6 separate regions of the Mus musculus genome follow, and all the other regions are linked to region 3. The links are chromatin contacts, called in public promoter capture Hi-C maps. All regions are on one chromosome and are shown on one strand. The core of a region is the stretch at or near the end of the contact, and the rest is flanking DNA. Distances in the headings are between cores, read along the strand shown. Region 1 holds the start of Dnajc7 (DnaJ heat shock protein family (Hsp40) member C7). Region 2 holds the start of Nt5c3b (5'-nucleotidase, cytosolic IIIB). Region 3 holds the start of Rpl23 (ribosomal protein L23). Region 4 holds the start of Cnp (2',3'-cyclic nucleotide 3' phosphodiesterase). Region 5 holds the start of Acly (ATP citrate lyase). Region 6 holds the start of Dhx58 (DEXH (Asp-Glu-X-His) box polypeptide 58).

Region 1 (3,037 bases), core at 7-2,506, 2.8 Mb before region 3:
GTGGTTCTCAACCTGTGTGGGTCATGACTTTTTTTGGCAAACCTCTATCTCCAAAAATATTTACATTACAATTCATAAGAGTAGAAAATTTATAGCTACAAAGTAGCAACAAAAAATAATTTTACGGCTGGGGATCACCATGACAGGAGGAACCATATTAAAGGGTCACAGCATTTCAATTCACTGAGGTCCAGCTATCATTCTCTATCCAGTGGCCCAGGTAGTTTCCACTCCGTCAGTAATGATAAGGACCTACAAATAAGGTTAGGGACTTTGACACACACTTTCCTTAAGGGAAATTTAAATTCCATTGTCTTATTTTCGTTCCTTTTGGCTTTAAATTACAATTTCAAGGTCGTCTCCTCCCCACATTTAACCTCAGAGGGCCTCAATTTAATCCAACACTGTTGTGTGTGGTAGTGGTACTACAAAGATAATTATGCTGTCTTCCCAATCCAGACAACATCTGGCCAGACAAGCGTGCTGGGTAGAGTTTATGAGAAGTAGGAGTACAGGGGACACTGAGGAAAAGGGACCTCACCCCATGAGCTGCCTTATAAACTCCGGGGCAGGGGCTGGCGCGCCATGTCATCCTTTCTAGGCTTAACGCTGAGATGGCACTCCCAAGCGGCTGACATGAAAGCAGCCTCATAAAAGGGTCCGCGTCATTGGGGTGATGAACCAGTTGGTGCTTAGAGATCCGTGGAGGATGAAAGGAGCAGGGTGAAGACGCCCTGCGTTCCCCTCGCTTGGTTGGGCAGGGCTTCCAGGAACTGATGAAGCTGGGGATTGGGCTCAAAGTAGCTCTTCATGCCTTTCCAGGGAGGAAGCTGTGGACACACTGCAAAGTCAGGAAGGTAGTCTTGGGGGGGGCTTTTCTTCCTCAAGTGTCTTGGGGACCCCGTCTCCACCCACCAGGGACTCCCAAGCGTTACCGGAGGCTCTCTAGGATTGCTAGTTGTTATGGCAACCGGGCTGTAGGGATACTGAGGCAAGCTTAGGCCCAGAGAGGCAACCTCCTTCTGTACCCTCCTCCTATTCACGGGTAAAGTGGCGCCCCCTACGCACAGGAACCGTCCCTGGGCCCCCGCCCCAGCGCGGAGACCACCGTGGACCTCCAGGGATGGAAGGCCGCTCTGGCCCCAAGCGGAGCCTCTCGTTGGTAGACGGGCTCGAGGGAGTCCCTCTGGGCGCGGCGCCGCCGAGCGGCTCGATGCTCCGACCGGAAGTGCTCTACACCGTCTGCCTCCCACCCGGCTCTCTGGTCCCGGCGGTAAGATGGCGGCTACCGCGGAGTGCGATGTGGTAATGGCGGCGACCGAGCCTGAACTGCTGGAGGACGAAGACGCCAAGAGGTAACCAACCGGGTGGTAGAGTCATGGAGGAGACGAGCTTGCAGCTCGTGGCTTGGGGCAGGTGGACCCGCCAGCGAGGCAGCCCCCAGATGCAGAGACGATGGCTCTCCTGCAGACACCCCCCGCCCCCATCTGAGCTGGAGTCGACCGAGATCCCTCTGAAGGGGTACACTTAGGGGGTCTGCTGTCCCCTTCTGCTTCCGCCTAGCAGGGAGCTTGAGGCATGGTCTTGTTCTGCCGCGGGGAGGAAGGTGGACTTCATCGTGGAGGCCGGGTTCCCGGGCGGGGGCGGGGGGAAGGGTAGGAACCCCAGAGGTCGGCTGCAGAGTGGGGGAGGCGTCGCGGCGACAATGACGACTTCCTTAACAGAGCCCCGACCTCCGCCCGCTCTGGTTAACTTGTGTGCATTGTTGCCCGTCCTGACTGGTCGTCTCCGAAGCCCGCATTCTCCTCCTCACTTCCCTTTCCTCACTAATGACCCTTAGTGGTCTCTAGTGTGAGGCTGAGAGAATTGGATGCTCACTGTATGGACCTGGTCGCCCCCCACTCCCCGATAGCCGTAGAAGTTAAGAATGGATAGACAGAAGGGCGAATGAGGAGCTTGTCTCTTGCAGTACGGGGGCAGACGCTTCTTCGCCATTCCTCCCAAGAGCATTCTTAAGCTCAAGGAGAACAGCTGTTTAAATGCAGTTGGCACTGCTGGGCAGCTGCAGTGGCTCGGGATTGCTAGTCTGGCCTAGCCTAGGGAGGTGCTGAGTGAGTGGTTTTTCTCGAACACTTGGTGAATTCCGACACCAGCTTAAGAACGGGTTTTCAAAGCGGGGTGGGGTGGGGTGGGGTGGGGGGGTTAGAGTACGCTTGGGAGCGGGCGGGACTTGTTCTGATACCAAAGGTGAACTGATTCTTTTATCAGTAGCATGATTAATTTGATCCTTTTCTTAGGATGGACTACAGTCCCCTTACTCTCCTTCCCTTGTGGTTCATGTTCATACCAAGCCTGTAGGGAATGTCTTCAGGCTGAATAATTTGAACAGAGTCAGTTCAGGAGGTCTAGAAATCAGGATTCTGAGGGGTTTACTGTCCAAGTTAGACTTATAAGCGGTACTCGGAGAGATACGGGGAATATTGTAGTCATCAGGTGTATGGTAGTACCTGACTTGAAAGCTGAGATGCTAGACAAAGTGTAGTTGATCAAGAGCTATCAAGTTTAGCCTTGCCTCCTCCTCCTCCTGTTTGAGTTTCCATGTCATTACAGTGTCTGGAGTTAAGCATCATCCGCTCCTATATAACTTAAGGTATTGCCAAATGAGAACGGAAGCCCCTCGCTAACACAAACAGAGCTTACATTTTATTTTACTTATATTTGGAAAGAATTTAGTGCTTCTTACTGCTATAAATAGGGACTTTGGCTATATGTCATTTGAGGAATCTATCCTACTCAAGTGTAAATCTCCTGTAGAGAGTGTCACTGATTCGGACTTGAAACAGGTCTCTATGTAGACCAGCCAGTCTTGAACTCATAGAGAACCGTTCATCTGCCTCTGCCTCCCAAGTGCTGGACTAAAGGTGTGCACCGGTTACACTAGGCTAACTTCTGTGTCCCCTCTCTAAAGCAACTCCTCCTTAAAAGACCAGATTAGCTTTAGAGGGTATTTTGTCATAAATGGTCATAAATGTTTATG
Region 2 (3,267 bases), core at 704-3,203, 2.7 Mb before region 3:
CTTACCTGCTGAGCCATCTCACCAGCCCCCTTTTCTTTTTTTTTAAGGCAGGGTCTCACCTATGTAGCCCTGGAACTCCCCATGTAGACCAGGCTGGCCTAGAACTCCCAGAGATCTGCCAGCCTCTGCCTCCCAAGTACCGGGATTAAAGACGGACAGAAACATCCTGGCCTTGTTTGGCAGTTCCTGATAGAAAGGCAGAGGTTGAACGGTTGCCAGAGTACATGGCCCGCTGAGCTTAAGCTATTTAACATCTTGGAGCTGTAGAGATGGGTCTCTTTTCAACAGAACACGAGGTTCCATGCCAAACACCTACATGGTAGCTGACAACAGTCTGCAATGCCTGTCCCAGGGGACCCAATGTCCCCTTATGGCCTCTTCAGGCGCATCATGTATGTGGCCCAGACAGACATACATGCAGGCAAGATATCCATCTATAAAATAAATGAATAAATACAAACTTTAAAAAAAAGATATTTACTATCTTCCTGTTGTTGTTGTTTTGGTTTTTTTGTTTGTTTGTTTGTTTTAGAAATAGATTCTCTATAGCCCAGGCTGCCCTTGAACTACTGATTCTCCTGCCTCAGCCTCTCCAGTTGCTGGGATTACAGGCCTGAGCCACTATGCCTGGATTATAAACTGGTCCTTTCGGAGCCTTATCTAGAGTGTAGGATCAGGTCTGTCCAACTTTTTTTTTTAACGCTGCAATGGCATGCTGTCAACCTACAAAGCTTAGACTTGAGAACAGCTCAAACCAGTTATAAACAAACACAGAGCCTCAGTGATGGGAGACACGGCTCAGCTTCCCCCCCCCCCTCCGGTGTACCTAAAGTAGGAGCTGCAGCTACAGAGGATGTTCTTGTGGGCATTGAACTCGAAGCCATTGACTTTGATGACCACGTCGCAGAGCTTGCCCTCAAGCCGGAGCTCGTTGAAGATCTCACAGGTCATTGCACTCATCTTTCTTTCCATGTGAGGCTGGTGGAACCGGGTGGAGGCAGCGGTGCTCTCCATCTCCATGGCTCCTTGGGACCAGGGGAGAGAGGCTGCTCTCCTGGGGTGTTGGGGAGGGTTATGGGGGGCCCCTTTAGCCAGCTGTCGCTCCTTTTCCCTACTACATCTTTCATATAGGGACCATCAGGCAGCCCAAGTTCCAGAATCCTGGGCAGTGAGATCACTCAGGATTGTGCTCTCAGGTTCTGGAACCCCCTTCTTGCCCCTTCTTTTCCTCCCCCTCCCCCCAGAACATACAGGTAGACCACCCCACATCTCTTTCCTCGACCTCAGACCTAGGGCAGAACTGTGACCACCAACACAATTGAGCCTTTACTGAGTCTGCTGCTTGTTGCATCTTCAGGTTGGGTCCCCACCTCCCTGCAGCATCCTTCCAAAGCTCTCTCTGGGCTCCCCATGGGTGCAGAGGCAGAAGCAGAGCTGATCAAATATCATGCTGGCCAGGGTCTTCCAGCCCCTGAGATGCCTTACTGCCTTACTTTGCTTGTGGTGCTGATGAAGAGCCAGTTAGGGAAGTGTCTCCTGGATACACCCCCTGTCCAAAATGCACTTGAATACCTAGTGGGTTGTTCTTTGCAATGCAGGGGATGAAATTCAGGGCCTCATACCTGCAGGCAAGAACTCTCTCACTAAGCAGTGACCCCCAACCCCAGTAAAGATTGCATTTGTGTTCCAGAAAGAGTGAGTGACAGGCGCCCATACACACCAAAGCCTCATGACAGCCAGCCCACATACAGGACCCCAGCGTCTTGGTACTCCCCCCCCTCGCCCCCCAACGTTCCCCCACCCCCACACACAGTAGACCATCTTCCCCCACACACCCCCGCACTCCCCACTCTTGCTTCTCCTGCCAGTATCCGGAGCCAGCCTGGAAACGGCCTGCAGCTCCTAGACCGACGCGACTAGTGCGAGGCGACGCCTGCGCAGTGTGGCTGTAAGGCGGGCGCTGTCTTCGGGGCCGCCCACCAGGCCAGCGGCGTGATGGCGGAGGAGGTGAGGCCACGGGCGGGGACGGTCCCGCGTGGCGGGATCGCGGGTGCGGAGAGACCCAGCTGTCCTGATGCCCATCGCGGCTCTCGGGTCAGCGGGTCTCTTGGGTCTCACGACAGGTAAGCAGCCTGATGAAGGCCACGGTCCTGATGCGGCAGCCCGGACGGGTGCAGGAAATTGTGGGCGCCCTTCGCAGGGGCGGAGGAGACCGCCTGCAGGTACCGGGGCTTGGGGTAGGGCGGGAGGGTGCCTGCCCTGCGGCCTTCCCGCCAACTGGGGTTCGCGCTCTGCGAGCCTGCGCCCTAGGGTGGTCATGGACAAACAGATTGGTTCACCTCGGGAAAGAGCCTACCTCCCCCAGTAGCCAACTTTCAGAGTAGTCAGATGTGACCCTTTTCCTGCCGCTTGGTTTTAGAAAGCAAGTGGGTGGAGGCCCCCCTCCCTCCCCCAGTCGAAGATAAGGGAGATCCACAAAGGTCGGAAGGCACCTTAAGAAAGAACCAGTGTATAAAGATGCCACAGAAAGTCACCCCCACATTTGGGGGACTTTGTTTTCTTCAGGGTTAACTCGTGTCCTGACACAGGATGTCACTTTTTTCCTTCTTTCTTCTGTCTCTCCCTAACCTTGCAAAGGCTTTGCTGCAGCTTGGTTAGACTTCCTCCGCTACCCCAGGCTGAGGCAAGGGCCAGGATAGACCAGTACCTAGTCAACCTAGTCAACCTAGTCAGTCAACCTAGTCAACCTAGTCAGTCAACCTAGTCAACCACCATCATCCGCCCTTTGTCTCTTAGGTGATTTCCGATTTTGACATGACCCTGAGCAGATTTGCTTACAATGGACAGCGATGCCCTTCTTCCCACAGTAAGTCACATTTTAGCTTTCCTTGTAGGGCTCAAGATGACAACTGCTATGGAGCAAATAAAGGGAGTCTTGTGTGTGTGTGTGTTTTCTTTTTTCAGATATTCTGGATAACAGCAAAATTATCAGTGAGGATTGTCGCAAAGAGGTGGGTCATTCCCTTCTTTGCTCAAACATGGCTGTGGTATGCTTCTGGGGTTGAACCACAGCGTCCAGGACTGAAATCTTAAGAAACTCCGTTCCTTAAACACAGTGTGGGGAGACCTGTAATCCCAGAGGCTGAGACAGGAGGATCCCAAGTTCAGAGGCTGCCTGGATTCCAGAAAGAGTTCAAGGTCACTTAGGCAAGGAAAAGGAAGCTGCATGGGTGTTGGTGGCGCACACCTTTAATCCCAGCACTCAGA
Region 3 (3,097 bases), core at 548-3,047:
TCTCTCGAGTCATTAGGGTGCTGGCCAGTTCATCCCAGGAGCAGAGGCCCAGCTTTGGGGGTCTTACTGAGGCAGGTGAATGTTTGAGTTTGAGGCCAGTCTGATCTTCAGTGGTAGTTCTAGGATAGCCCCAGGTACACAGAGAAACCCTGTCTCAAACAAACAAACAAATCTTGCATATGTTAGGCATGTATTCCAGTACTGAGAGACACCCCCTAGCCATTTTTCCTATTTGGTATTTGGTATTTTCAGATAGGGTCTCTACATTGTTCAGGGTGGCCTTGAACTTGGGATAGCATCTGAATAGGAGAGATGACAAACTATCAGGCACTAATGTTTCTATTGCAACCTGTCCCTTCACCTCTCCATACCTCACTGTCCTTTCTTCATAATACTTCTTCCCGTTTGACAACGATATACTGTATACTGGAACTCTCACAATTACTCCTATTATTTAGGTTTTTTTTAAAGATTTATTTATATTATTTATATGAGTACACTGTAGCTGTCTTCAGACAGACCAGAAGAGGGTATCAGATCCCGTTACAAATGGTTGTGAGCCACCATGTGGTCACTGGGAATTGAACTCAGGACCTCTGGAAGAGCAGTCAGTGCTCTTAACTGCTGAACCATCTCTCCAGCCCACTCCTATTATTTAGTATCTATTACCTGCCTCCAACCTCTACCCTGGCAGAGGAAAACCCATAAAGGCAAGAATAATGCTCTATTTTATTCCCTCATGTAATCTGGACAGAATCTGGCCCTGATATAAGTATTCAACGCACATTTGAATGAATGTTTCAACAGAAGGTAAGGAAAATAGGGAGAGGTTGAGGTAGTAAAAGGGGAAATTAATATTAATAAATTAAAACATGTCCAGTCGGGCGTGGTGGTGCACGCCTTTAATCCCAGCACTTGGGAGGCAGAGGCAGGCAGGCGGATTTCTGAGTTTGAGGCCAGCCTGGTCTACAGAGTGGGTTCCAGGACAGCCAGAGCTATACAGAGAAACCCTGTCCCCCCAAACAAAACAAAACAAAACAAAACAAAACAAAACAAAACCTGTCCATCTTGATTATAAGCAAGCATAAACTATCCTATATTTAAGCTTTACGAAATTTTGCACATCTTTAAGAAGCAACAAAGCCAATCAATCGGTCACGGTTAGCTGTGGGCTAAGTCTAAGAATAATTAATAATAAGGTACTGAGTTGTAGTCCGAGCGGCTGTGTGAATGTCACTAATAGAGTATTGTTAACTCTCATGACGAAAGAATGTTATGGTACCAAACACACAGACTCATCTGTAGCGCTCCACTTAATTGTTCCACAGCCAAATGAAACCATTCTGAACTTGCTCTTGCCCCATGTGTCTGTTCTTTAGGAACCCTTACAGAAGAATTTATTTTACTCATGTATTTATTTGTTTTGAGGAAGGATCTCATGGGTAGCTGAGGTGATGTTGAAATCGCCGCAATTCTCCTGCTTCAGCTCCCACGATGCCGAGATTATTGGCGAGCACCACCACACCCGCAGCAATAATTTTCGAATCCCTGTTATCCAGAGAGGGGCTTGGCCACAGAGCTCAAAAGAAGCTGTTAAGCAAATTTTAAAAAGCCAAAAGGCAATGTGTCCATATCGCCAATTACTTCCGAGGCGTTGGGTGTAGCCCCAAAATTACTCGCCCCTACACATCTTAAGCGCAGCTTTCCCACGCAGAACGGTCCCGCGGAGGCCCAGGCCTTTTACGTCATCTAGCTGCGACCCGGGGAGGGAGGCGGGCTGGACGAGGTCCGGTCACGTGGCTGAGTGGGCGGGGCCTCCCGTTCATATCCCAGTGTCCCCTGTACTAACTTCCTTTCTGACCCTTTCCGGGCGTTCAAGATGTCGAAGCGAGGTGAGGAATTTTGAGTTTGGGGATCCGTTGGCATCTGCCGCGCGGGATGGCCCGCCCATCCCTTGGCGACGGCCCCCGGCGGCGGTGATAGTTTACAGTCCCGGGGCCGGAGATAGAGAAGATGGGGGCACCGCGGAGGCCTAGAGGGAGCCCTGAAAGAGGGCGATGCCAATGGTGTTGAGCTGGTGTAGGAGCGGAGCATGGGGCCGAACGGAGAACGTGGGGTCGACGGGACTGCGCGATATCTGCGGTCCCCGCAAATGCAGACGAGGTTGGAGCCTCGCAGTCTCCTTCTTCCGCAGGAGGATGCAAATAATGGGCACGGCCGGGTCCCGTGACAAGTGCGTGGTAGCCGGGGAGCGGCCGGCCCTCGCCGAAGCGTGTGCGGTGGGTTATAGTTGGGAACTGTGAGACCGAATGTGGACCCTTGTCCTGTCTGTTTCCCTCCCCGCAGGACGCGGTGGGTCCTCCGGGGCGAAATTCCGGATTTCCCTGGGTCTTCCGGTCGGAGCTGTGATCAACTGTGCAGACAACACAGGTGAGGCCTTCGGCCGCGTCCTGCCACCGTCCCCTTTTAAAAGCACTCAGTGAGCCTTTTGCTAGTGACCCACTGAGCCGTCAAGAAGGGGCAGAGTGAAAAACACCACTTTTGGGTGAAGTGGCAACGTGTTGTGTTGTTTAACTTCAATCGGTGTTGTGACAAGACACTTCTGAAAGATTACTTACAAGCCCGATGAGTTTTACGAAAACGGTTTGTTTTGGTTTGTTTGTGTTCATGCTTTTCTGAGACTGAGTTACTTGGTGTATAGCCTTGCTGACTCTATATTGTGAATTCTGCCGGTCTCATACAAAATTTACTTTTGTTTGTTTTTTTCCTATAGGAGCTAAAAACTTGTATATCATCTCTGTGAAGGGAATCAAGGGACGGCTGAACAGACTTCCTGCTGCTGGTGTTGGGGACATGGTGATGGCCACAGTTAAGAAAGGCAAACCAGAACTAAGGAAAAAGGGTGAGCGGGGAGGAGAGCTTGTTTTTTTGTTTGGTTGCTTGTTTTGGTTTGTTTGTTTGGTTTTTTTTTTGACAGTGTTTTTCTGTGTAGCCCTGGCTGTCCTGGAACTCACTTTGTAGACCAGGCTGGCCTCGAACTCGCCTGCCTCTGCCTCCCAAGTGCTGGGATTAAAGGCGTGCGCCACCACGCCCGGCC
Region 4 (3,095 bases), core at 532-3,031, 2.8 Mb before region 3:
TCTCCTTGAGCTGGGCACAGTCTAGTCGCCACGCTGTCTTGGGCTCCACCAGCACCACCTGGTACTGATACTGGTCTGCCATTTCAAAAAGCTGATCCAGCCGCTCCCGCTCGTGGTTGGTATCATCAAGCACAAGAACCCTGATGTCCCGGCGGCAGTAGCCAGCCAGGTCCTCGTCTAGACGCTTGTACGCCTCGGAGAAGTCTGCCCGAGAGCCAGGGATGATCTTGTAAGCATCAGCGGACACCATCTTGGTGCCGTCGTGGTACTTCTCCAGGATGAGCCGAGCCAGTGTGGACTTGCCGCTGCCCGGCAGGCCGCGCAGGATGAATAGCGTCTTGCACTCGTGGAGGGTAGCCACCGTGTCCTCATCTTGAAGGAAAGGGAACTGCAGCTCTGGCTTCTCCTTTGCTCCTGAGGATGACATTTTCCTGAAGAAGAGCTTGGGCAGGAATGTGTGGCTTTTGCGGGTAAAGCTTGTGTTCTGTGTAAGAAGGGAGGAGGAGATGTCAGCCCCGGCTCCTCAAAGCCAGCCCGCAAGCACCACACCCTAGTCTCTGGCCGAGTTCTCCCAGAGGGGGACCGCTTGTCAGTTGAGGAATCCCCAAGCCTAACTTAAAGCACCCTTGAATGGTGGATGCTTTCCCCGGAGGGGAATGGTGGATTTTCTTCCTCGCAGTAGATCCTTCAGTATCTTCAACAGCTGGGTTGTAAGGTAGAGGGAATCTTTCTGAAGCTACCTAACCTCTTAGTCTCTGGCTCCAAGGATCACTCTCTGCTCCCCCTCAGAACACCTTGGTGACAGGGCACGCAAGGGCAGCAAGTGCCTGTGGCTCCCTGTCAGCCCTAACTTATATATTCTTGGCACCTCTTAAGGATGTCCTGTTTGGAGGCCTGGGGCTCTATGTATGGGCAAAGCCACAGCTGCCTTGGCTCTCTTGAGTGTGCAGAGGAGGGTGAGGGCAGGGGAGGGTGACCCAAAGACCGCCTCCCTCCACCCAACAATGGCACCAACAGATAATACTCTCTTGTCTGGGTATAGGGGGACAATGGTCCCACAGAGGGCTGGTGGGGGGCAGGGCAGGAGGGCACTGGACAAAGGGCATATTCACAACCACCTCCTCCTCTGCTCTCTCAGTGCGCCCCCTCCCCCAATCTGTAGGATTAGGGCACAGGGCACCTGTATTCAGAGATCTGTGCCCCCTATTCTGCTGTGTGTTAGCAGCACCTCTCTGACAAAAACAAGACATAGCGGTTTCAGTTGTCATCTACAACGGCTTCCGCCCCTGAGAATTTAGCTGGCTTCTGGCTTCTCTATAGCCTTGTGCAGGAACCCACTCCCAGCGCGGGCTCCACAACAGCCCTGCACTCTCTGGTGCTACCCAGACCCATTTGCCAGCTGGTGTCGCCAAGGAGCATCGACTTTCACTTCCCTGCGGCGATATTTCCTTCTCCAAAGACACTAAGACTCCCCCAAAATATCCCCGCTCGCGCCCCTTGCCTTAGGGCTGCCTTGGAGGACCCAGAGGCAACTTCAACTCCGGAACCTGGTGTCCTCATTTGCAAACTACTTCTGCCCATGCATCCCCAAGAATCTCGCTTTCAGTTAGCCTCTCTCCCGCCCCGGCCCCCACGCACGCGCTGCGCTCACCATGATGAGTGGGCGCACCGCCGTCACCGCCTTTGCGGGTACTATGTCTCCGGGGCCGCCCGCCTGCGTGAGGGACACGGGCGTCTCCGGGTGTCCGGGGCCCCCCCACGCAGGGTCCCTTTCATAGCCTGGGGGCGGGGCGCGCGGACAGGGCGGGGTCAGCCCGAGCCTCTGCGCACGCGCCCCCGGGGAATGGAAACCTGAGTGCCAGGAAGCAGCGGTCTGAGCCTTGGCAGAAAGTAAAAGCACACCTGGACTCTCAATGCCAAGAAAGAGTCCGCCACGCCACCTCTTTGTTCCTTAAAAGTTAAAGTTTAACTTTTTCCCTTCTCTGAGACAGGAACTCACTATGTAGCCCTGACTGTCCTGGAACTCACCATGTAGATCAGGCTGGCCTGGTACAGAGATCTGCCTGCCTCTGCCTCCCAAGTGCTTGGATTAAAGACATCACCAGGAGAGAGATGAACTCTTAAAACAGGAGGCAGTTGCCTTTCCTGGGTTCCCAGGCAGGCTGGGATGAAATGGGTGCAGTCAGATAGTTTAAAATTTTGAAACAGGCTCATAGACCTTATCACAACTGACATGTGAAGGAAGTACCATTCAGGCCACGAAACCAGGCCGATAGGCATCACCGCCTCCTAAAACAAAAACAAAGACCTAATTCATCAAAGTCCATAATTCTGGGAAAGGCCCTAAATGTCCTAACCTTGATTTTTGGCTCCTATAGTCTGCTTCTGACTTAGGTGTGTCAACACAGGATGTGGTTTTTATGATTAAAAGCCTACCCTGAGAAAAGTGCTGGGTGGTGGTGGCACACACCTTTAATCCCAGCACTTGGAAGGCAGAGGCAGGTGGATTTCTGAGTTCAAGGCCAGCCTGGTCTACAGGGTGAGTTCCAGGACAGCCAGGTCTACACAGAGAAACCCTGTCTCAGGAAAAAAAAAAAAAAAAAAAAAAAAGTCTAGTGAAGGGGCTGAGGGGCTGGCTAATAAAGACTTTCTATTGGCTTCCGCTTGGGTCTAAGCAGTCTTCTTTGCTGGATATCCCCCAAAAAAGGTTTGTTTTAAAGATGAATCTCATGTAACCCAGGCTAAGTTCAAACTCTCTATGTAACAAAGGGTGACCTTGAACTTCTTATCCTCTTGCTGGAAATTCATACATACAAGAACATGTCAGCTGTTTAAGATGCTGGGGTTCCTGCAAGCTAGGCAAGTGCATCCTAGCTTCGAGGACGTGGTGACATTGTTCACTTTCACTTTTTTCTTTAATCCCAGCACTTGGGAGGCAGAGGCAAGCAGATCTCAGTGAGTTCCAGGCCAGCCTGATCTGCAGAGTGAGTTCCAGGACAGCCAGGCCTACAGAGAGACACCCTGTCTCAACAAAACAAAACAAAACAAACGGATATATAATTATATATAATTTCTCAGGAGCAGTTGAGATATAG
Region 5 (3,195 bases), core at 538-3,037, 2.7 Mb before region 3:
TTTCATAGCAAGTCATTTACCTGCTTAGTCATTTTTCTAGGACACCCCACAGGTAATTCACATTAACTACAGTCTTTTGGTTAGCTGGTGAAGACTAGCTAGTCCCAAGGGTCCACGACTTATTCCAGCGTTTGGGAAGCTGAGACAGGAGGAGGATAGACATTCAAGGTTGTTCTCTATTTAAACAACAAGTTTAAGAACAACCTGGGCTACATGTTACTCTGTCTCAAACAGAAAACAAACAGACTTTAATAAAAACTCTGAATTGCTGTCCTCCAGGGCCTGAATTTGAGCAACTTCAGAGACGATATTTATTTACTTGGGGAGAAGTGATCACTCACAGAGATTTGGGTAGGTTCTAGGCCTCTCCCTCAACTGCAGGAGCAAGGGGCACTCTAAACTGTTATTTCTAAAGAATGAGTATTAGGGAAGGGACCAAGAAAAAAAAAAAAAAAAGACGTCATCAAGGAGCACACGCTAGCCAGGAGTGGTGGCACGCCTTTAATCAGGAGGCAGAGGCAGGCGGATTTCTGAGTTCGAGGCCAGCCTGGTCTACAAAATGAGTTCCAGGACAGCCAGGGCTACACAGAGAAACCCTGTCTCGTAAAAAACAAAACAACAACAACAAAAAAAAAACCCAAACAAACAAAAAAAGGAGCACACGCTGGTCAAGAATGGGTGTTACAAGTTCAGCCATCCAAAGACTGGCCGAAAAGGGCCTGGGAGTGGGGGGCCTTGGGAAAGTGTTTGCCCAGGAGAGTGTTGCAACATTGTTGCAGGGAGCTTTTGACCCAGGGTTTTTTGCCAGGGGCACAGCCATGCAGATTCTCTGCACCCTGGGCTGACGCATCACCTGAGCTGATTAAAGGATGATTCTGGCCTCCTTCCTAGAGCTGGAAAATTGTTAGTTTCTGGGTCCATCTGGGAAGACATACTGGGACTAGGGGACAAGCAAGAGAGGCTTCCACTCCAGGGAAGCAGTGAATTCCTGATTTCCAGGACCTTATGATTTATCTATTCTGCCCCAGAAGTTCTCGGGTACCTGTTAGACTGGGCGCTCCAGTTTTGGGTTTGGAAAATATGTTCTATCTTTCGCAAGTAACAGAAAAGAGGAGGTTGTTCATTGCTTTCGGTGTCTTAGTTTGAGGTTGGGGGAGGGAGCAAGAGGTTGGGCAGGGATGGCCCCAGTCCTAAGTTTTAATCTCAGATAAATGATCAGCTCCGCCCAGATCCGCGCTCAGGTGAGCCTGTAAGAGGACTCGCGTTGGGACTGGCGTCCTTCTGGCCTCACTAGTTTACCCCTTCCTCCAATCTATGTCCTAGGTCGGACAGTCTGATTGTGTAGCGTGGTCGTGTAGACTGGCTCTGGTAAATTCCCTGGGGAGGGTTCCAGGAGCGGAGAGGCGACACGTGTGAAAGGAAAGCAGACGTAGCTTTTCAAAAGCAGGTCTAACGCACTGGGTTTGGTGTGGCGGCTTACAAGAGCCTGGGATAAGAACGTCAGTTGCTCTCCTGGGAGGGAGGAAGAGGACGCCAGGTCCAGGGAGAAGTGCTATAGCCTTTTGGGCCAACAACCCCCTCCCTCAGCTACCCAACCCGGCGGCTGGCCGGCCCAGCCCCTGAAACGATCAGGCCACAGCCCCCAGCCTCGTAGGTTCTCCTCCTAGAGCCGCCCGGCCCATCTCCCCATCCTAGGCCCCGCCCACGGCCCCGCCCACGTCCGGGACTACAAGTCCCATCAGCCCCAGGTCAGGCCTGAGGGCGGGGCCACCACAGCAGCGAATGGGGAGGAGCCTAGAGCTCAGGCTAGGGAACGCGTGTGCCCAATCGCCGGGCTGCTTAGCCTGTGAGCTGATGGGGGGCGGGGAGGAGCCCACTTGGGCCGGAACAAAAGCCGGATCCCCGGCTGCTGCAGGCGGCTGGAGCGATCCGAAGAGTTGGGGTGAGCTGGTGCTTACGGACAGAGAGCCACACTCAGGCTTTCTCGAAGAGGTGAGTACGGCAGTCGTAGGCGCGGGTGCGACCCCCCAGTACCCACTAAGCTTCCTGCTTCCCTCCCCCAACCCGGAACCACCTCCGGGCTCCCTGGCTGGGCGCTCCCGCGCGCTCCCTGCACCTGCTCGGAAGTTTTGTGCGGGTCTAAGCTTTATAGTAGTCTTCTCCCCAGCCGCGGGCCGCATGTCTACACCCTCCCAATCCTATTCTAGTTCCTGGGAGTTTGCACATTGCTTGCCACCGACCTTACTTCTCCCTCCTCCGGATTGCCTTTGCGCGTCCTGCTTCTTCTCAGCTCCACCCAGGGCCAGCTCTCGAGTCTAGTCGGGCTTTTTTTGGGACACTTTTTTGGGCCCCATTCGGGTTCCCCACCGGATGCCGGGGCGGGTAGTAGAGATGGCGGTGGCTACTCTCTCCACGCCGGCCGCTCGCAAGCCGGACTCAAGCAGGCCTGTCCTGTTAGTTCTGTGGTGAATCCCTTAAGCTCTATGTCGAAGTGTAGGGAGCGGGCCCTGGCCACGCGGGGTCGTGCTGCTTCAGAGTGCCTGAGGCCTTGCTGCGAGGACTTGGCTCCGGAGCGACGGCGCTGGATGGGCTCTCCCTGCTAAGGAGCTCCCTACTGGTGTAGCCCCCAAACAACAGATGGTCGGAGTGCTCAGGAGTCTGGATGAGACAAGCACCTAGGGTGTGTGTATGTGCGCGGGCGCGCGTGTGTGCAAAGGATGCTACCTACCTCTACCTCCTGTCAGGCCTGGCAGAGGTCTGGTCCCCAAAGCTTGCTGCTTTCTTCAGTCTTGAAATTCTGCTATGAGGGATCCCTCCTGACATAATTTTGGAAAGGACAGCATAAGGCACTTTAGTCTGCCAGCCAACCCTGTCTGTCCCCGCTTTAACTTTGCTCAGCATGTCGGGTTTCTTTACTATCGAGAGATAACTGTCCTGGAAAGATCATTTCCACCTCTTAGAAAGCTGCTTAAACGCTCCCCTCTGCGGGGGGGGGGGGCAGTAAAAGGAGGCCTTGAAGACAGAGTAGCTGCTGTTTTTAATCTCTATTTAGACACTGTCTGCTGTAGCAGGGAATACTCGGAAGAGTTCTGTCCGTTCCTTTGCTATAGGGGATTGCTTGCTTGTCATCCCCTCCCCCTCCCCAGCCCTTAAAGTGAGAGTGTTTTGTCGACCCTCCTCAGTGGGTCCCAGAGG
Region 6 (3,251 bases), core at 637-3,136, 2.9 Mb before region 3:
CAAGGTCTACCCTGGACTCAGCTGCTTCAAAGAGGGAGTGAGGCAGATCCCGGTGGAGAGCGTCCCTGGCATTCGTGAGCAGGGGCCTTGGCTGAGAGGGCAGGGGGGCATTCTCAGGGCATGGGTAGGCATTCTGAGGGATGCTTTCTCCCCCTCTGCAGGAGAGACAGGCTGGAAGCCACTGGGAAAGGAGAAGGGGTAAGTGTCCATTCAGTCAAGGGGGAGTGACCACAGGAATGGAGGCGTGTGTGCGTGCGTGTTTGTGTGTGTGTGTGTTTGTGTAGTAGGGCAAGAAGGACCCAGACCTCAGCCTCGGTATCTGTCATTTCCAGCAAGGAGCTTAAGGATCCTGATCAGCTATATACGACCCTCAAAAACCTGCTGGCTCAGATCAAGGTGGGAGGCCAAGGTCTTCTTGTCGGTAACTGAAGTGGGTGGCGGTCTTCGGTTGGGCGGTGAACACTGGGCCTGTCCTCAGCTCCTCTCTTCTCTCTAGTCACACCCCAGTGCCTGGCCCTTCATGGAACCTGTGAAGAAGTCAGAGGCTCCTGACTACTACGAGGTTATCCGTTTCCCCATTGGTGAGGACCCTTGTACTCACTCCCCAGCCTAAGCCCCCAGTCTTGACAGGGTAGCCTGACTCCTGTCTGCATGTACCATGGTGGGCAGCCCCAGTTACAGCCCTTCACCTCTTAAAGTCATGTGCCTTCTCTCTCGTGACCCAGACCTGAAGACCATGACAGAACGGTTGCGCAGTCGCTACTATGTGACCCGGAAGCTCTTCGTAGCTGACCTGCAGCGGGTCATCGCCAACTGCCGGGAGTACAATCCCCCAGACAGCGAATACTGTCGCTGCGCCAGTGCCCTGGAGAAGTTCTTCTACTTCAAGCTCAAAGAGGGAGGGCTCATCGACAAGTAGCCCCCAGCTGGGATCCGCAACATCCACCTCCATCTCCTCAGATCCGTTTGGGGGCTCCCGGCCCCCTCTCCCGGACTCAGCTGGAGAAACTCCAGCCAGGGACCCCAGATCTTACAGACTTTCTGGCCAGCAGGCACTCACTCCCAAGCCAGCAGCTCTCTTTCCACCTTCCTTGCATCCCACCTTGGGGAGACGTCTGGTCTGGGGCCAGCCCGTTGTAGAATGTCTGGTGGCCAGGGCATGAACTGTTGGTCCTTATAGAGCCATGCAGGCTGAGCATCCTGAGCCTGGTCCCCATGCCTGTTTCCCAGGGCCAGGACTATTCAGTGAGTAGCCTTCACATGGAAACAGCCCAGACTGGAGGAACCATGAGGGGCCTTGGCTTATCCTACACTGTTGTCTATCTGTCCCTCCAGGATTGGGGGCAGGAGGACCATTCATTCCTTGGCATTAATCCCTCGGAGGGAACAATAAAGCTTTTTTTTTCCCCTGTGTGATTGTTTTTTGGGGGGGGGGTCCGGCTTTAGACTTAGCAGGCTGACCTTTGCTTCTCGAGTCCTGACTCTTCTAACCTGAAAGCCTAACTTCAGGCTACACTGGTGCCACTGACCCCTGCAATATATAGTGGGGTGATGGACCTGGCTGACTGCCGTCCCTCACCTCCTCTGCTTCAATAACTTCCAGCCTGTCTCCCCTGCAAAGGGAGAGCAAGAGCTTGTCCTTAATGCCTGCCTATTTCCTGACTCCTGGTCCAGGAAACAGGCAGCCAAGGTCAGCCCCTCCAGGCCTTAAGCTCAGCCCAGATGGACAGGGTTACTGCCAACTGAAAACAGATGAGGAAATAGGGAACCCAGGAGCAGTGACTGTCAGCATCTCCCTTGCCAGTCTTCAATTTTTTTTTTTTTTTTTTTTTTTTTTTGATGGCTGGGTTGGGCTCCAGCTCTGGCTGGCTCCTCCCCTTGTTTCAGTTTCATTTCTAGAGCTCCAGAAACCTCCGCAGAGACCAGCCTAGTCTGCTGCTATTCATTTCCAAACCCCATCCTAATCCTGGCCAGTGCAGGCTCCAGGTAGTTATCTACGAGTTCTTGGCTAAGAACAGCCTCTGAAGCTTACTGGGCTGGCTGGGAGGAAGGGGACAGTACGTGTTCTGATCTCTCTGCCATTCCAGAATGGAGCTGCGACCCTACCAGTGGGAAGTGATCTTACCTGCTCTGGAGGGCAAGAATATCATTATATGGCTGCCCACGGGTGCTGGGAAGACCCGGGCAGCTGCCTTTGTAGCCAAGAGGCATCTAGAGACGGTAGACAGAGGCAAGGTGGTGGTACTGGTCAATAGGGTGAGTGGTCTGCCCTTCCCAAAGTGGGGTCTCTTAGCTCATCTCTTCTAGACGACCGCTCTGCCAGGTCTCCTCTCCTTGGTTCAGGAGATGGCTGGGTCCTGACATCTTGCTCCTCCCACCTTCCCCCACCCCAACTCCCAACAACTGCCATTTTCCACCCCCCACCCCAATCCAAGTTCTCTTCATTACTCTTCACTCCTAGGTACACCTGGTGAGCCAGCACGCCGAGGAGTTCAGGCGCATGCTGGATAAACACTGGACTGTAACAACCCTGAGTGGGGACATGGGATCCCGAGCTGGCTTTGGCCTGATGGCTCGGAGCCACGACCTGCTCATCTGTACGGCAGAGTTGTTACAGTTGGCACTCAACAGCTCTGAGGAGGATGAACACGTAGAGCTCAGAGGTGAGGGGGAAAGCCGTGACCTGCTCACAGGACGTGCTCCTGGGCAAGCAAGCCTCCTTCCTCTAGCCCAGCCTCGCTTTCATTCCTACCTGCTCCCTGTCTGGGACCCAGCCCAAAGTAGGGAAGGGAAGAGGAAAACTTCAGAGAAAAATGAGGGCTTCACAAAAGTGCTATGAGAAAGAAGCAGCAGCAGCAGCCGTCCACTGTCTCTCATGTGCCCCCAGAATTCTCGCTGATTGTGGTGGACGAGTGTCACCACACCCACAAGGACACCGTCTACAACACCATCTTGAGCCGGTACCTAGAACAGAAGCTGAAGAAGGCAGAGCCCCTCCCCCAGGTCCTGGGTCTCACAGCCTCCCCAGGCACTGGAGGGGCCACCAAGCTCCAAGGGGCCATTGATCACATCCTACAGGTCAGCTGAGCCCCTCCCACCATAGATCTTTGCTTGTCTTGCCTCCCAGTCCTACCAAATATACTCTTCATACTATGGCTATGCTCGTCTCTTCCGCTACCTTGAGCATATGAGGCTTGTGGGACCCTTTGAACTTACTATTCCTTTTGCCTGGAAATGCCCTTGCTTTTGAA

Evidence for each region. Promoter capture Hi-C pulls out the DNA fragments that hold promoters and counts their contacts.
Region 1: a promoter capture Hi-C map of cranial neural crest shows a contact between it and region 3. The contact joins the promoter of Dnajc7 here to the promoter of Rpl23 in region 3. A contact is called at or near these places in 2 of 39 promoter capture datasets (cranial neural crest and hippocampal neurons).
Region 2: a promoter capture Hi-C map of pre-B cells shows a contact between it and region 3, with 5 times the contacts expected there. The contact joins the promoter of Nt5c3b here to the promoter of Rpl23 in region 3. A contact is called at or near these places in 2 of 39 promoter capture datasets (hippocampal neurons and pre-B cells).
Region 4: a contact with region 3 is called in a promoter capture Hi-C map of pre-B cells, with 5 times the contacts expected there. The contact joins the promoter of Cnp here to the promoter of Rpl23 in region 3. A contact is called at or near these places in 2 of 39 promoter capture datasets (hippocampal neurons and pre-B cells).
Region 5: a promoter capture Hi-C map of pre-B cells shows a contact between it and region 3, with 4 times the contacts expected there. The contact joins the promoter of Acly here to the promoter of Rpl23 in region 3. A contact is called at or near these places in 2 of 39 promoter capture datasets (hippocampal neurons and pre-B cells).
Region 6: a contact with region 3 is called in a promoter capture Hi-C map of hippocampal neurons, with 4 times the contacts expected there. The contact joins the promoter of Dhx58 here to the promoter of Rpl23 in region 3. A contact is called at or near these places in 4 of 39 promoter capture datasets (hippocampal neurons, liver and pre-B cells).

Annotation. Positions count from the first base shown.
Region 1 is chr11:100,617,846-100,620,882 of GRCm38.p6, reverse strand. Dnajc7 (DnaJ heat shock protein family (Hsp40) member C7) reads left to right here and starts at 1,256. Exons shown (of 14, transcript NM_019795.5): 1 at 1,256-1,355. The coding sequence starts at 1,279. It also overlaps a transcript of Nkiras2 not described here.
Region 2 is chr11:100,439,784-100,443,050 of GRCm38.p6, reverse strand. It overlaps Nt5c3b (5'-nucleotidase, cytosolic IIIB), which reads left to right and starts at 1,953. Exons shown (of 9, transcript NM_001102650.2): 1 at 1,953-2,007; 2 at 2,124-2,222; 3 at 2,797-2,866; 4 at 2,965-3,011. The coding sequence starts at 1,996. It overlaps Klhl10 (kelch-like 10), which reads right to left and starts at 1,127. Exons shown (of 5, transcript NM_025727.3): 1 at 827-1,127. The coding sequence starts at 1,020.
Region 3 is chr11:97,781,139-97,784,235 of GRCm38.p6, reverse strand. It overlaps Rpl23 (ribosomal protein L23), which reads left to right and starts at 1,797. Exons shown (of 5, transcript NM_022891.3): 1 at 1,797-1,892; 2 at 2,347-2,430; 3 at 2,774-2,902. The coding sequence starts at 1,880. Snora21 (small nucleolar RNA, H/ACA box 21) reads left to right here and starts at 2,470; the gene lies at 2,470-2,597.
Region 4 is chr11:100,573,625-100,576,719 of GRCm38.p6, reverse strand. It overlaps Cnp (2',3'-cyclic nucleotide 3' phosphodiesterase), which reads right to left and starts at 1,781. Exons shown (of 4, transcript NM_009923.2): 1 at 1,652-1,781; 2 at 1-484. The coding sequence starts at 1,654.
Region 5 is chr11:100,526,592-100,529,786 of GRCm38.p6, reverse strand. It overlaps Acly (ATP citrate lyase), which reads left to right and starts at 1,787. Exons shown (of 28, transcript NM_134037.3): 1 at 1,787-1,992.
Region 6 is chr11:100,702,906-100,706,156 of GRCm38.p6, reverse strand. Dhx58 (DEXH (Asp-Glu-X-His) box polypeptide 58) reads left to right here and starts at 1,886. Exons shown (of 13, transcript NM_030150.2): 1 at 1,886-1,986; 2 at 2,088-2,256; 3 at 2,462-2,663; 4 at 2,888-3,078. The coding sequence starts at 2,089. Kat2a (K(lysine) acetyltransferase 2A) reads left to right here. Exons shown (of 18, transcript NM_001038010.2): 14 at 1-74; 15 at 162-198; 16 at 333-396; 17 at 497-581; 18 at 726-1,411. The coding sequence ends at 919.